2 separate regions of the Mus musculus genome follow, and region 1 is linked to region 2. A link is a contact called in public promoter capture Hi-C data. All regions are on one chromosome and are shown on one strand. The core of a region is the stretch at or near the end of the contact, and the rest is flanking DNA. Distances in the headings are between cores, read along the strand shown.

Region 1 (7,774 bases), core at 994-3,493, 52 kb after region 2:
GTACACTGTAGCTGTCTTCAGACACTCCAGAAGAGGGCGTCGGATCTTGTTACAGATGGTTGTGAGCCACCATGTGGTTGCTGGGATTTGAACTCCGGACCTTCGGAAGAGCAGTCGGGTGCTCTTACCCACTGAGCCATCTCACCAGCCCCTCTTTTTGGTTTTTTGAGACAGGGTTTCTCTGTATAGCCCTGGCTGTCCTGGAACTCACTCTGTAGACCAGGCTGGCCTCGAACTCAGAAATCCACCTGCCTCTGCCTCCCAACGAGTGCTGGGATTAAAGGTGTGCACCACCACGCCTGGCTCAGGGTGATCATTTTTAAAATAAATATTAAAATATTTGCATATGTGCGTGGGCTCATACATGCCCCAGCCCATATGTGGCAATCTGAGGATTACTTTCAGGGAGTTTGTCCCCTCCTTCCACAGTGTGAGTCCCGGGGATTGAACCCAGGTCATCAGGCTTGTCAGCAAGCACCTTTACCAGTTGAGTCATATCTCACTGGCCCCCCTAACATGGAGATCTTTCTAAAACAAAAACAAAAATAAGAAACAATGTAATCCCAGCACTTGGGAGGCAGAGGCAGGCGGATTTCTGAGTTCGAGGCCAACCATCCACACTGGACACTTCTCACAACCGCCTGTCATCCCAGTTCCAGGAGATCCAATGCCCTCTTCTGGCCTCCACATCCATATAAAATAAAAAGAAATGAAAATTTAAAATAGACAAATAAAAGCAAGTAAATCAGATGGCTCGGTGAGCAAAAACATATGTCACCTAGTTGGATTTCAGTTCCTAGAACCTACACACAGTGGAAAGCATGCCTATGCACACACCCATGTACGCTCATGTCCACACACAGGAAAAAACTCCCCTTACAATTCACATAGTGTATAGTACTCAAAACTATCCTTTAGGTGTTGGAGTAGCAGCGGTAGAGTGCTTGCTTAGCACATAGAGAGCCCTACATGAACGTTAGGCCCCAGCCTTAGTACAGTTAACAGATAAAGAAATCATTCACTCAGACTGATGGGGCTCCGTATGTCTGTGCTGTGTCAGCATTACCCTCCTCTTACTCCCGAATGTCTCCATCATCACAAAGAGAAATCCTACAAACTGGGCATGCTGGCACACAACTGCAATCCCACCTATTGGGAGGCTACAGAGGGGGATATTTTGAGTTCAAGGCCAGCCTACTTGATACAGTGAGACTTCTCAAAAGCAAGGGTATTTCTATAACCATTTTTTTTTTTTTTTTTTTTCTGAGACAGGGTTTCTCTGTATAGATAGCCCTGGCTGTCCTGGAACTCACTTTGTAGACCAGACTGGCTGAGAACTCAGAAATCCGCCTGCCTCTGCCTCCCAAGTGCTGGGATTAAAGGCATGCGCCACCACCACCTGGCATTTATTTATTTATTTAAAAATTAAGAAAAAAAAAAAAAGCCCCCACACACAAAAAAACAAGTTCTTTCTCTCTCCCAGCATCTAAAAATAAAATAAGATCCATTGTCTCTATGGATTTACAGGTTCTGTATATTTCATAAAAGCACACCGTATGTGCCTTTGGTGACTGGTGTCTTTCGCAGTCATGCTTTCAGGGTCCTTCTGTGGCCATACTATGCACCAGTACTGCCTCATTTTTTATAGCTGAATAATATTCCACTGTGTGGCTATGTCACATTTTGTTTACGCATTTATTGCTTGATGGACGGTTAGCCTGCTCCCCTTTCTTGGCTGTTACGGATAATGTTGCTACAGACATTCACGTACAAATATTTTGAACGAGTATGTTTTCACAGTTCTCTTGTGCGTACACTTAAGTCTGCCTGGAACTGCTGGGTTACACGCAAGAATCATTCTTTCAACAATAATTAGTGACTGATAATCTTTGCAGTCTTCCTGGATCTCAATTTAACATAATACCAGTAACTTAGGTTTGTAAGGAATTAAATGAAATTGTGCATCTACAACCAGTCTAGCACAGAATCTAGCTGAGCCTCACCCTGGTCCCTCCCTAGGGACCTTCGTGTGGTTCCTGGAGTGGGACAAACGTCCGTGCTGGCCACACTCCTTGTCTCTGGGGCCCACGGTCCACTGCAGAAGTCGCCGGAGGTCCCGGCCATAAACCCCAAGAGATCTGGGCTCACCTGCTACTGCTCCCGCCACTCTTTGAATTGTCCGCAAGACCCGGAAGTAGATCTATCCCGGTAGCGGAAGCAGACTTCCCAGCCTGGAAGTGAACGTGAAGCAAATATGGCGGCGGCGGCGCTTACGCTGAGGACGCGGGCAGCAGGTAGCTCAGCACTGTGGCTATTGCGAGGCGAGACAGCAGGGAGGCTGGGAGATGGAAACTGGAGCCCATGGTGAACCTAGATACGGGGAAGAAGTGAGGGGCTCCGGACCTTTGGAGGGCGACTGTCTCCGGTCACGTGACACGTTGTGGGCGGTGCTTGCGGAGGGTGGGAGTGCAGAATGAAAGCCCGTTGGATAGTTACTCCAGAAGCTCTGTCCCCTCTGGGTTTATGTGGATCCCTCCGGATTTGAAGAAGACTAAGTTCAAAACATTTAATTGATATTCAAGACTTAGCTTTTTTCCTTTCCTCGCTTTTGAGGTAGGTTCCCACTGTGTAGTTTGCCGTCTTAGAGCTGGTATTTCAGATGTCTATGACCATGACCAACGCTTAGGTCTGGTGAGACACTGCTCAGAGTACCAGCATAAACATGGTTTCTAACGCCTTGTGAGTTCAGCCAGTAAACACGTGAGTAACTTAGTTGTAATCTCGAATAGTATTGTGAAGAGTCTTAGATTAGGGGACCAAGGAAGTCTCTTGAAGGGATAGCAATTTAGACCTAAAAGAGACAGACCCAACCAAACCTGTGTAGACAGAAGGCAAGAAAATGACTTGACTCGGTTTTACAGTTTTGAGGAGCCAATTAAGAGGAGGCAGACTGGGTGCAAATAAATAAATGAAAATGAAACCAAGTGGGACCAGGAATAGTAGTGCCTATAATCCCTGCACTTAGGAGCCTGGGGCAGGAAGATTTCATCAGATCCAAGGCCAGCCTGGGTCACAGACTCAAAAGCTATAAATAAATAAAATAACATAAAATAAAATAAAATAAAATAACCTACACAGAAAACCATCTGCAAGACTTGCTATAGGATAGATCATTTGGCCCAGATATTAGTGGTGTTGGTAGAGAAGCTGGAGGGTAGTGGGTGAATATGACATCTGTCTGTTCTGAAGATATAGATTCCACAAGTCTTACTGCTCTGTAAAATGAGGGAAGAGAGTCATCTGTAAAGTCTTGTTTTTCACAAGAGCAGAGACATATGAGTGAAACAATGTAGGCAAAAGCAAAACACCAATCACCAGTAAGTGAGTGGGTGAAGCCAGGAAGTGCATGCCTGTAACCTCGGTTATATGTGAAGTAAAGGCCTGAGGATTGCAAGTTCAAGGTCTTCATGGGCTACAGGAGAGGGGGGAGGGGATTCCATTCCATTGCTGGACATTGAAGATGTCTCCTAAGTTCTTTTTTTGTGATGTTTGTTTGTTTGGAGACACTGTATCACTATGAAGCCCTGGCTGTCCTAGAACTCAGTCTCTAGACCAAACTGGTCCTGTTGTCACAGAGATCTGCCTGCCTCTGCCTCCCAAGTGCTAGCATCAAAAGCTTGCCTGTGCCACCATGCCCAGCCTGCTCTCTGAGAGCTAGTCTTGTATCCCAGCAACTTTCTGTTCTTATGGGAATTTGAGAAACCTAGATAACCAGTGCTATGCCCCCAAACACCCATAAAGCAACTCTAAATGGGCTGATACTAGATCCTAAGATCCTATACTATGCCTAGAGACCTAAAACAGACAGCCTGGATTTTATTTTTGTGTATGAATGTTTTGCCTATGTGTATATATGCATACCACACGGTATACTTGGTACCAGCAGAGGTAAGAAAAGGCCATTGGATCCCCTGAAACAGGAGTTACAGATGACTGTGGACCACTACAAAAGTGCTAGAAACTGAACAGAGGACCTCTGCAAGAGCAGTCGCTGCTGCTAACCTCTGAGCCATCTCTCTCTGGCCCCATTAGCATGCATTTTAGATAATCTTCTTTTAAAAGCATTTTCATTTAATCTTTGAGAATTTTGTTCATGCATACAATGTATTTTGATCATCTCTATCCCCTTCAACGCCTCCCTCATAATTTCCCCCTTTAAAGAAAATGGTGTTGAGTCCTTTGGGATAATGGGTGGAGAGGCCCAGATTAATGCCAGTCTTGGTTGGACATCTGCTTATGGACTCTGGGAAAAAAAGACCTTTCTGTAATGGCCAGTTGCCTGCGGGAGCCACCCTCTGACGGACGGGCTGCCCTTCTGGTGCAAGTGTCTGATGTGTAGTGGGTGAGTGGATAGCTAAGACAGTGGCAAGTGTCTGATGTGCATGGGTGAGTGGATAGCTAAGGCAGTGGTAAGGGAGGCGGAATCAGAGGCAAGCCTTGCACATCTTGTACGCTGCCCTTCCCTTGGCCAGGAAACTGAATCTTCTAAGCAGGCAGCTGTCTGGTGTCCATTTCATCTGTTTCTGTGCTGTTTGTTTCTGCTCAGCTGGACTGGATGTGTCAGGAGCCAGAGCATAGACTGTTCTCTCCCCCCCCCCCCCCCCGTGATGCTCACTGCCTGCTCTCCCTAATACACAGACCACCACCACCACCACCCACCCGCCATACCATGGTTACCTCTGGGCCAATTCCAGGGATGAATTGCTCCCTGCCCAGGCATTCCCTGAACACCACACACTTAGCATCTCTGTTCCTTTCACACATCTCTCATTTTTCCTCATCTCCCTCGCTGCTTCTCAGCTTGGCAAATGGTCCACAGAGACAAGAAAGCGCACTGCATTCGGGAGCCTCTCTGAGCAGGGTTTCGCTTTCTCTGCAGTGACAGCCCTGCTGAGCCCCACAGCACCCACAGCACTCGCTGTCAGACATGCATCCAAGAAGACAGGTGGCAGCTCTAAGAACCTTGGTGGGAAATCACGAGGCAAACACTACGGCATCAAGAAAATGGAAGGTGAGGGCGTGCCTTCCTTACTGTTTTCAAGCCACAGCCCACAGTGCTGCCCTGCCCTTTCTCAGAAGAGCAGAAATGCTACTCAGGGGCCTCACTCTCCTGTCTCTCTGCAGTTCACTGTGGCACTCATCTCCACATGGGAGGAGCAGGGACCCCAGGGAGTTGCAGTTTCTTAGCCATGCAGTCAAAAAAGAGTCTGCTGGATTGGGGTCAGGTGCTGTTTATGTAGGGCCATCTTAGTGGTCTATCCAGGAGCAGGCTTGGGGTTTGATGGGGACCCTTGGGCTGCCATGACTTGTCAGCATTTTGCTGGGCTTCTGTGAACACTGGCACAGAGTCGGCTCACTGTGGACTTCTCTTTCAGGTCACTACGTTCACGCTGGCAACATCCTTGGCACTCAGCGTCAGTTTAGATGGCACCCGGGAGCCCATGTGAGTTGCTCTCTGCCCCCTCCCCCTTTCTTGTCTTTCCTAGGGCAACCTTTTCATGCAAATGTCTTGTGTCCTCAGCCTGTCCCTATGAGGTAGATGTCCTCTCTGTTTTATGGTTGAAATGCCGGAGGCTCAGAGAGTAGTGGAACCCTAGTTAAAGCCCAGATTGCCTACCATCAGATCATAGCATGCCTGGGGTCTCATCTTTCTCTTCCATAGAAATGAAAGACAGTTAAATAAAATGATGTATGAGCTCTTCAGCTGCCTGAAGACCTAGAAATAATATGGTTTAAATGCAGTTATCTTCTGAAAGTGCTGTACCCTTACAGATACGTGTGTCTTTGGGGTTTTTTTAAAATCAATTTATAATTTTAATAGACATTTCCTCTTTTATGACTCCAAAGGAAGAAATATTTTTATTCAGCCAGAATCAGATTCAATGAATACTTTTCCTTCCCTTAAAAACATCAAATGGCTGGGCGTGGTGGCACACGCCTTTAATCCCAGCACTCGGGAGGCAGAGGCAGGGGGATTTCTGAGTTTGAGGCCGGCCTGGTCTACAAAGTGAGTTCCAGGACAGCCATGGCTATACAGAGAAACCCTTTCTCAAAAAACAAACAAACAGACAAACAAACAACAAACATCAAATAGTCTTGGTGGCGCACACCTTTACTCCCAACACTGGGGAGGCAGAGCTATGTGAGTTCAAGGACAACCTGGTCTACAGAGCAAGTTTCAGGATAGCCAGGGCTATACAGAGAAACACTGTCTCAAAAGACCAAAAGGAAGGAAGGAAGGAAGGAAGGAAGGAAGGAAGGAAGGAAGGAAGGAAGGAAGGAAAAAATGAAGGAAGGAAAAAATGAAGGAAGGAAAAAAGGAAAGAAATCAAAGGAGCTCAGAGGCAGCTCAGCAGTTAAGAGCACTTGGGTTCAATTCCTAGCACCCACACTGATTCACAACCACCTGTAACTCCAACTCCAGGGATCTGGCACCCTCTTCTGTCTTTGATAGTAGCAGACATGCACGTGGTACACAAACATGAATTCAGGCAAAACACCTATGTACATAAAATTAAAATCGTAAACATCAAAGACAAGCATAGTGCATGCCTTTCAACCCAGCACTCAGAAGTCAGAGGCAGGCAGTTCTCCGAGTTCAAGACCAGCCGACTCAACATACTGAGTTTCAGGCCAGCCAGAACTACATAGTGAGACACCCCCTCTACACCTCCTTGCCCACCACGGTGGGGGGGGGGGCATTGGATGTGAATTCTTTACTAAAATAATGACAGTAGAAGCTGGTTTGAGCTAAGTATGCTCCAAGTTCTTCATGATCCTTTAGATGACCCTGTGAAGTCCTGAGTTTATTCCCAATCTGTAGACACAAGAAAGTAACTCACCTAAATCACAGGGCATTTAGCAGTGGAAAGTTTCATTTTGTTCCTCTTGCTGGCCTTGAATGCTTCATCCTCCTGCCACAGCCTCCTGAATGCTGGGAGCACAGCAGTGTGCCACCACTGCTGGCTTTAGACTCATACTTTTAATCAGAGAGACACCAAACAGTATGGGACTGGTTGTGTAAGATTGCCACATATCGTTTGTTTGTTTGTTTTTGAGACAAGGTCTTGCTATGTACCTCTGGCTGGCCTGGAACTTTCCATGTATCCCAAACTGGTCTTAACAGTGCAGCGATCCCCTTTCTGAGTTTGGCAAACATTACAGGCATGTGCCATCATGCATAGCTTTAGAATACAGCATAGAAATGCATAGATTTCTCCTTTTTTATTTTTCCTTTAAAAAAAGAGTGTTGGATTGTTCAGACCTGGAGTTATCGGCATTTGTGAGCTGCTGTGTGGGTGCTGGAAACCCGATTTGAATCCTGTAGAAAAGCAGCAAGTTTTTCTAGCCATTGAATCATCTCTCCAGGCCCTCAAGTTTTGCCATACATCTAATTTCAAGTTGTAAAAGAAAAAAAAAAAAGATAAGCAATTCTAAAATCTATACTAAATAAACTATTTATTAAAATACTTAACTCTATTATCACCAAGAACTAGGGCAGGAAATATATTTGTCTAATGCACAGAGAAATGAGTTCTCTGTGTAAGCTGTGCCCTGTGTGTCAGCAACCTGGACATCATGATTGTTTCACCAGCATGTGCGTACATATGCTAGTGCCCATACACTCTTGATCTGTATTTTCTATAGAATTTAAACTTTGTAAGTGTAAGCAAAGCCGGCTGTCGGGAGCAGCGGTCTGTCTGTCGGGAGCAGC
Region 2 (7,214 bases), core at 3,755-6,254:
AATTAAAAGCACCGGCTGCTCTTCCAGAAGACTCAGCTTCAGTTCCCAGCATCCACATGGTGGCTCCGCAACAATCTTGAATTATAGTTTCGGGGGATCCGACGCCCTTTTCTCGCTCTGAGGACAGCAGGCAAGACCACCGTGGTACACAGACATACAGACAGGAAAGACATCCCTGCGCATGAAAGTCAATTTTTTTGTTGTTTGTTTGTTTTTGTTTTTCGAGACAGGGTTTCTCTAAGTAGCCCTGGCTGTCCTGGAACTCACTCTGTAGACCAGGCTGGCCTCGAACTCAGAAATCCGCCTGCCTCTGCCTCCTGAAAGTCAATTTTTTAAAATGACCCAATAAAATCAATAAAACCACAGAGGATGAAAGGATAAGAAAACGAAAAGGAGGGAGGAAGGAAAAAGCCTTGAGGAAAAAAAAAGTAACTTTGGAAACCGAGTAATGAGTCTAAGTGTGGTTTAAACGATTCTCCGAATTCATATACCAGTGATTCTTAGAGTGCAGTCTTTGGATCATTGAGGCCTCTGCACTTGGGAATGGAACAACCCATGCAAGCTTTTGTGGAGTAATAGGTTATAGAGGGATAGCTTGACTTTGAAATGGCTCTCCTTGGAGTGTTTTCTGGGTCTTCTTACCACATGATGCTCTGGGCCACGTCATGACTCAGCGGGATGGCCCTCACCGGTGCCAAGCACATGCTGGCACTGTGCCCTTGGACTTCTCTCCCTCAGAACTCTGAGTTAAATGAACTCTGAAGGGCAGCTTACCGATGGCTCTGTTGTCTGGCAGTCAGTTATAGCACTAGAGAACAAGCCATTAAAGCTCACTGAGCAGTACATTTAAGACCTGTGCAATTTCCATATGTAATTACACCATAAAGTCCTATGATCACTCAATATAACCTTTCTGAAGGAACCCACAGCCTATGAAGGAAGCAAACTACAAAGAACTATTTAGGGGCAATAAAGAGTTTGAGCCCAGGACTGGCCCAACTCTGGATGGAGAGCTCACTTTTGCCATCCAAAGGGAACGGCTGGTAGATATGCCTTTATGAGTACAAAGAGAACACACATGTGAGTCTTCATTTGAGTGTAACAAACTCTTCCTACAAAACAAGTGAGTAGAGGGTGGCACTTGCATAACAAGATTCTGAGTTTGATTCCTGGTACCACCAAAATAAAAGAGAGAAAGAGAGAATGAAAGAAAGACAGAGAAAGAGAAGGAAGATAATGATGAGGTTGGTGGGAGACCCTTTGATTTTGGGTCTTGTTGCTGTTGTTATGGTGGTGGTGGTGGAGGTGGAGGTGGAGGTGGAGGTGGTGGTGGTGGTGGTGGTGGGTTTTATTCTTTTTCGAGGCAGACTTTCAACGTGTAACAGCCCCTCGCTGTCCTGGCACTTGCTCTGTAGACCAGGCTGCCCTTGAATTCAGAGATCCATCTGCCTCTGCCTCCTGAATGCTGGACTTAAAGACACAAGCCACCCCCACCACCCAGCTGTTAGGAGACATTTCTAGTCTGAAATACTTAGGGTTCAGGTACCCACGTTGCAGGCTTCCCCGCCGAGGCCATTCTACAGGGACCCAGTTGTCAGTAGTAGAGGTTGGAGTCAGGGGTGGGGTGGGGGCTGGTTCACACACCTGCCCTTTGATGGAGCTGCTAAGGTCCAGATCAAGTCTAAATCTTAACTAACGAGGGTCAGTCCCACCTCAAAGGAAAGGCTGAAAACAATAGTACCAGCTTCTGCCTCTCCACCATCAATAAGACTGCATTAGCAACAAACTAACCACACTCAGAGATTAGGTAACATGCCCCTTGGCCATTAACTCTGCTCTCTGTGTAGAGCAGCCAGGGGTGTATCTCAAGACAAGCTAGCTTCCAATTCTTGTTCTTTCCAGTTCAGCAAAACCAGCATGGTGATCCATGCCTGCAATTTCACAGCTTCAGAGGCTGAGACAATAAGATTAATAGCTTCAAGTTGCAGGACAGCCCAGGTTACACACCAAGACCCTGCCTCAAAAACACAAAAGAAAACCCAAATATGGACTCGGTGTGCTGGGCAGCAGCAGCAAAGCCTGCCTGTATCCTAATCAGAGGGTGGAGGACAACAGCTTCCCACACCACCATGCCTGGAGCACCATCTAGTGCCCGCTCCCCGATTCTCTTCATCCTCCCACCAGTTTGGGTCTGAGTCCTATGGGCCTAGGTGCTTGACCTCTGAGGGCTAGGTCAATGCCCTCAGAGACCTGTGCTGAATATTTGAGAAACCTAAGATGGAGGCTTCTGCAGGGGAGAGTAGGGGACAAACCGGATACTTCGTTTGGAAGGATGAAAGCCAGCCAGGAAGGATGCAAATATGAGAGGAATGGAAAGAAGTTGGGCCAGATACTCAGAAAATATTTCTCTCCTTCTCTCTCTCTCTCTTGATAAATAGGTCTCTTCTGGACATAGTTTCTCTGAGGCCTGACACTGAAGCCCTCAGAGATCACAGGCCTGAGGGCAGTAAGTGACCTGCTTTGTTTACACAGAAAAATGCCAAAGATCACAAATGTTGGGGTTAGGGTAGTGGCTCAATCAGTAAAGCGACTGCGGTACAGTCAGAAGGAACTGAGTTCGGATCCCCAACTTTCTTTTCTTTTTCTTTTCTTTCTTTCTTTCTTTTCTTTTCTTTTTTTTTTTTTTTTTTTTTTTTCGAGACAGGATTTCTCTGTGTAGTCCTGGCTGTCCTGGAACTCACTTTGTAGACCAGGCTGGCCTCGAACTCAGAAATCTGCCTGCCTCTGCCTCCCGAGTGCTGGGATTAAAGGCATGCGCCACCACACCCAGCTGGATCCCCAACTTTCACACAAAAGCTTGGCACCATGGCTCAGCCACCTGTAACTTCTCAGTGCTAGGGGCTGGGGGACAGAGAAGAAAAAATCCCTAGAACTCACTGGCTAGCCATCCTAGCAGAATCAATGGGTCCCAGGCTCAGTACCCTACCTCAAAATGGTAAGGTAGAGAGAGATAAAGGAAAACACATTTATCAGTTGCCTTCACCTGCACTTAAAACACAAGTGAGGGCTGGAGAGATGGCTCAGCGGTTAAGAGCACCGACAGCTCTGCCAGAGGTCCTGAGTTCAAATCCCAGCAACCATATGGTGGCTCACAACCACCTATAATGGGATCCGATGCACTCTTTTGGTGTGTGTCTGAAGACAGCTGCAGTGTACTCATATTAAAAAACAAACAGCCGGGCGTGGTGGCGCACGCCTTTAATCCCAGCACTTGGGAGGCAGAGGAAGGTGGATTTCTGAGTTCAAGGCCAGCCTGGTCTACAGAGTGAGTTCCAGGACAGCCAGGGCTACACAGAGAAACTCTGTCTCGAAAAAACCTCCCCCAAAAGAAAGAAAGAAAAGAAAGAAAGAAGGAAAGAAAGAAAGAAAGGAAGGAAGGAAGGAAGGAAGGAAGGAAGGAAGGAAGGAAAAACAAAAACAAAAATCACATGTGCATGGAGCCATGAGCCCCTAGGTCTCCTCAGGAAAGAAGGCAGAGGGATGTTAAAGCACTTCACAGGAGCTGAACATGTACTAACATCAGTGTTAGAGTGCTAATTCACATACATACATACATACACACACACACACACACACACACACACACACACACACACACACACCAGTTTGTTTCTTAATTCTCAGAAGGCACTTAGCTCTCAGAACCTGAGAGTTCCAGCCAAAAAGACATCTTCCAACTTGTCCGTCCAACTTCTTCTCAGGGGGGCTGTCTTTTGATTGGGTGCACAGGGTTTATCTGTTTAGCCCCAACTGTCCTGGAATTTACTTCATAGGCCAAGCTGGCCTTGAACTCAGAAACCCTGGCTCTGCCTTAAAGGTACACACCACTACTCTCATCGGCCTTAGTAGTGTCTTTTAAACTTAGTAGTGTTTTCTGAGACATATTCCTCTTTCTGCCGTGCCTCCACTATTCCTTTCCAAGACCACAGCCTGCACAATAATACGGACAACAGGCTTAGTAGTTTGCCCTTCCGTGCGGTAGAGCAGGATAGGCGATGTGCATACCTACTGGACGCAGAGGATACCACCATTCACCTTGTTGCACAGCCAACTCTCCCAGCTTGGCCTTTCCCCAGCAAGCTCCTGCAGTCCCCTCCGTGTCTGGTCATATTAGATTTATTCAGCCAACTCTCTCCTGCCAACCCCTTTCCCAGATCTTGCACTGAAGACAGATGAAAAAATGGGCCCAGAAGTGGTAATGACTGAAAGGAGGAAGGAAGCCGGGCAGTGGTGGTACAGGTCTTTAGTCTCTGCACTCAGAAGGCAGAGTCAGGCAGATCTCTGTGATTTCAAGGCTAGCCTGGTGTACAGAGCGAGTTTCAGGACAACCACAGCTACAGAGAGAACCCTGCTCCAAAAAGTAGAGGAGGTGGTGGAGGAAAAGAAGGAAGGAAAAGAAAACAAAGGAAGGAAAGATCTGTTATACTCAGTGCCCTGTGGACCCCCAAACGGTCCCCACATTTTTCACGGGAGTTAATACAGCTGAGAGAATGCCCTAGCAGTATTCAGCTCTATTCCTCGGGTGTACTGTTAAAAAGCCTCCACTCCTGGCTCTGTGTACCACATGGGACGCATACAGAATTCTGAACTAGAATTTGAACTCAGCCTGGGACTCCTGTGGCTATGAGCAGCAGCCCCAGATCCCGGGCAGGCCTGGCTTTTCCCTTTGCCTAGGTGGTAGGGTAGTGTGTGTGAGGGCTACCCAGAGTGGGGTCAGCCCCTGCCAAGCACTGCAGAACTCCCAAGTTCCCTTCTCGGGACTGCCCAGCCCCCTCTCTTTTCGGAATGCTGCTCGGGGTACCTGAGAGCGCGGACACTCTGCAACTTCGAGTTCGGCCGAGGGCGAGAGAGCAGCGTCCGGGGGCCCCGCGCCCCCAGGCTCGCGATACACAGCCTCCCGAAGCGCAGCATCCCGTGATAGACAGCCATGGCTCGCTTCCGCCGCGGGTCCGGGCCGGGAGTAAACTTTGAAAGTGAACGAGGCGAGGGTAATTAAGAAGCGGACGGGGAGGCGGGAGGGTCGCTCTGCCTATGGGGTGAGGAGGACTGGGTCCCCGCGGGGCGGGGCGGGGCGGGGCGAGGAGAGGCCGGGAAGTGGCGACTCGGTCCTGGCCACCTTTGCGTGGGAACTGCAGCCCTTCAAGCCCGCCCTCGAAGTCCCGCCCTTGTCCCCCCTCCCCCTCCCGGGGCTCCCAAGACCGGCTCTGCAGCACAATACAGGGCCTTCCTGCAATCATCACTCTAACTTTGGAGGGCCTAAGAGTTTCATAAACGGGAAAACAATCAACAGTCTATATAGAGCCAGATGACAATGCCTGGACTGGTTGGTCCCACGTGCCCAGTAGGGCTTGGGTCACGTGGGGACTTCCTGGGTGCTGAGCTACAGGCCAAAGGAATCTGCCCCGAGTGCCCCTGAGGCCTGCCAACTGGAGCAGAGGGCCTCTGGGGAGAGGAAAGGTAGTTGGGACCTACCGCTCTGATGGGTAAACCCCTCTGTATTCGGAGACCTCCGGGGACCAAGGTGCTAGTCTGGCCAGAGGCTAAGAGTCAGCTTTACTTCGACCTTGCATCCTCCCCACGACTCTGAGAAGAGTACCAGGTAGACAAGATTAGGTGGCATCAGGGACGCGTCTGTTGTATCCTACCTTCCCTCTTTCTGCTCTAGCCTGAAGCCTTAAACACAATTTCCTCAGCTGCTCCCCTAGGCTCCAAAGGACCCTGACTTTGTGACTCAACCCTCTAGCTGTGCCCTTAGGAATGTATTCTAACGTCATCCAAGGAGGATGGGTGACAAGATCTACAAGAGGTGAGTGCTCAGGCTGTGCGCTGGGTGTCCAAAGATGAGTACACTAGTCCTCCACTTTCTAGCTCCTCGTTGTCCTGAACGATCTGGGAAAGAAGAGAAGAAAGGCCCCCGGCCGGGTGGCTTCCCTTCTCCTGACTTGGAATGAAGAAAGCCAGGCAGAGGAACAGTTGGCGGAGGGTGGAGGTTAGCCTGGTGAACCTTTGCCTTGATCTGGTTCAGCTGGGGTCATGACTAATACAGCTACTCCTTCTCTGATCTCCAGAGTGACCAGATATCTCTCTCTTTCTCTCCCTCTCCCTCTCCCTCTGACAGCTTTTTGGAAAGAATCTGTGTTCCGTTGGAGAACAAGTCAAGAGGAGAGACTTTGAAAAGCTGGGCTTGAAACGGCATGATGCCCTCCAAATCAAATGTATACAGTGGTTTCAGACAGCCAGGCCCAGGGAGTGAAGGGTGCTGACTGGTATCCCAAGTTCAGGAGCCAAGCCCTGCCTTGAAGGCTTGGTGGATGACCCTGGACAAATCGTTGATTCCTTCTAGATAAATAATTGTCCTGGCAAAGTGAAGGGTACATTCTGGTCCCCGGGACCCTTTCTCTTCCTGACTAGTCTCTGAGTGAGTCTTGGGGGGAAGGGAAGATAAGCCATTCTGCCTGTCCTATGGGCTAGCCTGGGGAAGCCTTTATCGCCTTCCCCTTGTTTCTCTGACTCAGAAATGGACTCATAGACCTGCATGATTCCAGCCAGGGCAATAAAGGTAGGAGAATCAGGAACTCAAAGTCATCTTCAGCTACACAGGGAGTCTGTGGCCACCCTAGGGAGAAAAAAAAGAGACAGACAGACAGACAGACAGACAGAGAAAGGGGCTCTAATGTCAACATGAAGTAGCTTTTTTTTTTTTTTTTTTTGAGACAGGGTCTCATATAGCTCAGGCTGACCTCATCTGTATAAATCTTAGCATGACCTTGAACTTTGATCCTCCTGCCTCCTTTTGTCTTCTGGAATTACAGACTTGCACCACTGTGGCCAATCTTATGTGATTTGTTCGTGCACACCATACGTGCACACAATGGAGATCAGAAGACAACTTGTTGAAGTTGGTCTCTCCTTACACTGTGTGAGTCCAGGGATTGAACTCAGGTCATTACGCTTGGCAGGAAGCACCCTTACCCACCGAACCATCTCCTGGGCTCCTACTGTTGCTATTTTTTGGAGACAAGGTATCATGAAGCCCAGGCTGGCTTCAAACTTACTAAGTAACTGATGTTGGTCTTGAACTCCTGATCCTCCTGCCTCCTGCTCCAAAGTGCTGAGATTATAAATCTGTCAACATGTTCTCCTGTGTCCAAAAA

Evidence for each region. Capture Hi-C pulls out chosen DNA fragments and counts their contacts.
Region 1: a contact with region 2 is called in a promoter capture Hi-C map of adipose tissue. The contact joins the promoter of Mrpl27 here to the promoter of Acsf2 in region 2. A contact is called at or near these places in 5 of 39 promoter capture datasets (embryonic stem cells, liver and macrophages), 3 of 484 Hi-C or Micro-C datasets (liver, natural killer cells and nephron progenitors), 12 of 115 datasets of contacts at active chromatin or transcription factors (the 230-238 cell line, CD8 T cells, the SCID.adh cell line and 6 more) and 3 of 9 other capture datasets (adipose tissue, liver and pancreatic islet).

The regions. Positions count from the first base shown.
Region 1 is chr11:94,651,548-94,659,321 of GRCm38.p6, forward strand. Mrpl27 (mitochondrial ribosomal protein L27) reads left to right here and starts at 2,244. Exons shown (of 4, transcript NM_053161.2): 1 at 2,244-2,294; 2 at 4,940-5,071; 3 at 5,436-5,503. The coding sequence starts at 2,255. Eme1 (essential meiotic structure-specific endonuclease 1) reads right to left here and starts at 2,196. Exons shown (of 9, transcript NM_177752.5): 1 at 2,149-2,196.
Region 2 is chr11:94,596,782-94,603,995 of GRCm38.p6, forward strand. It overlaps Acsf2 (acyl-CoA synthetase family member 2), which reads right to left and starts at 5,005. Exons shown (of 16, transcript NM_153807.2): 1 at 4,862-5,005. The coding sequence starts at 4,989.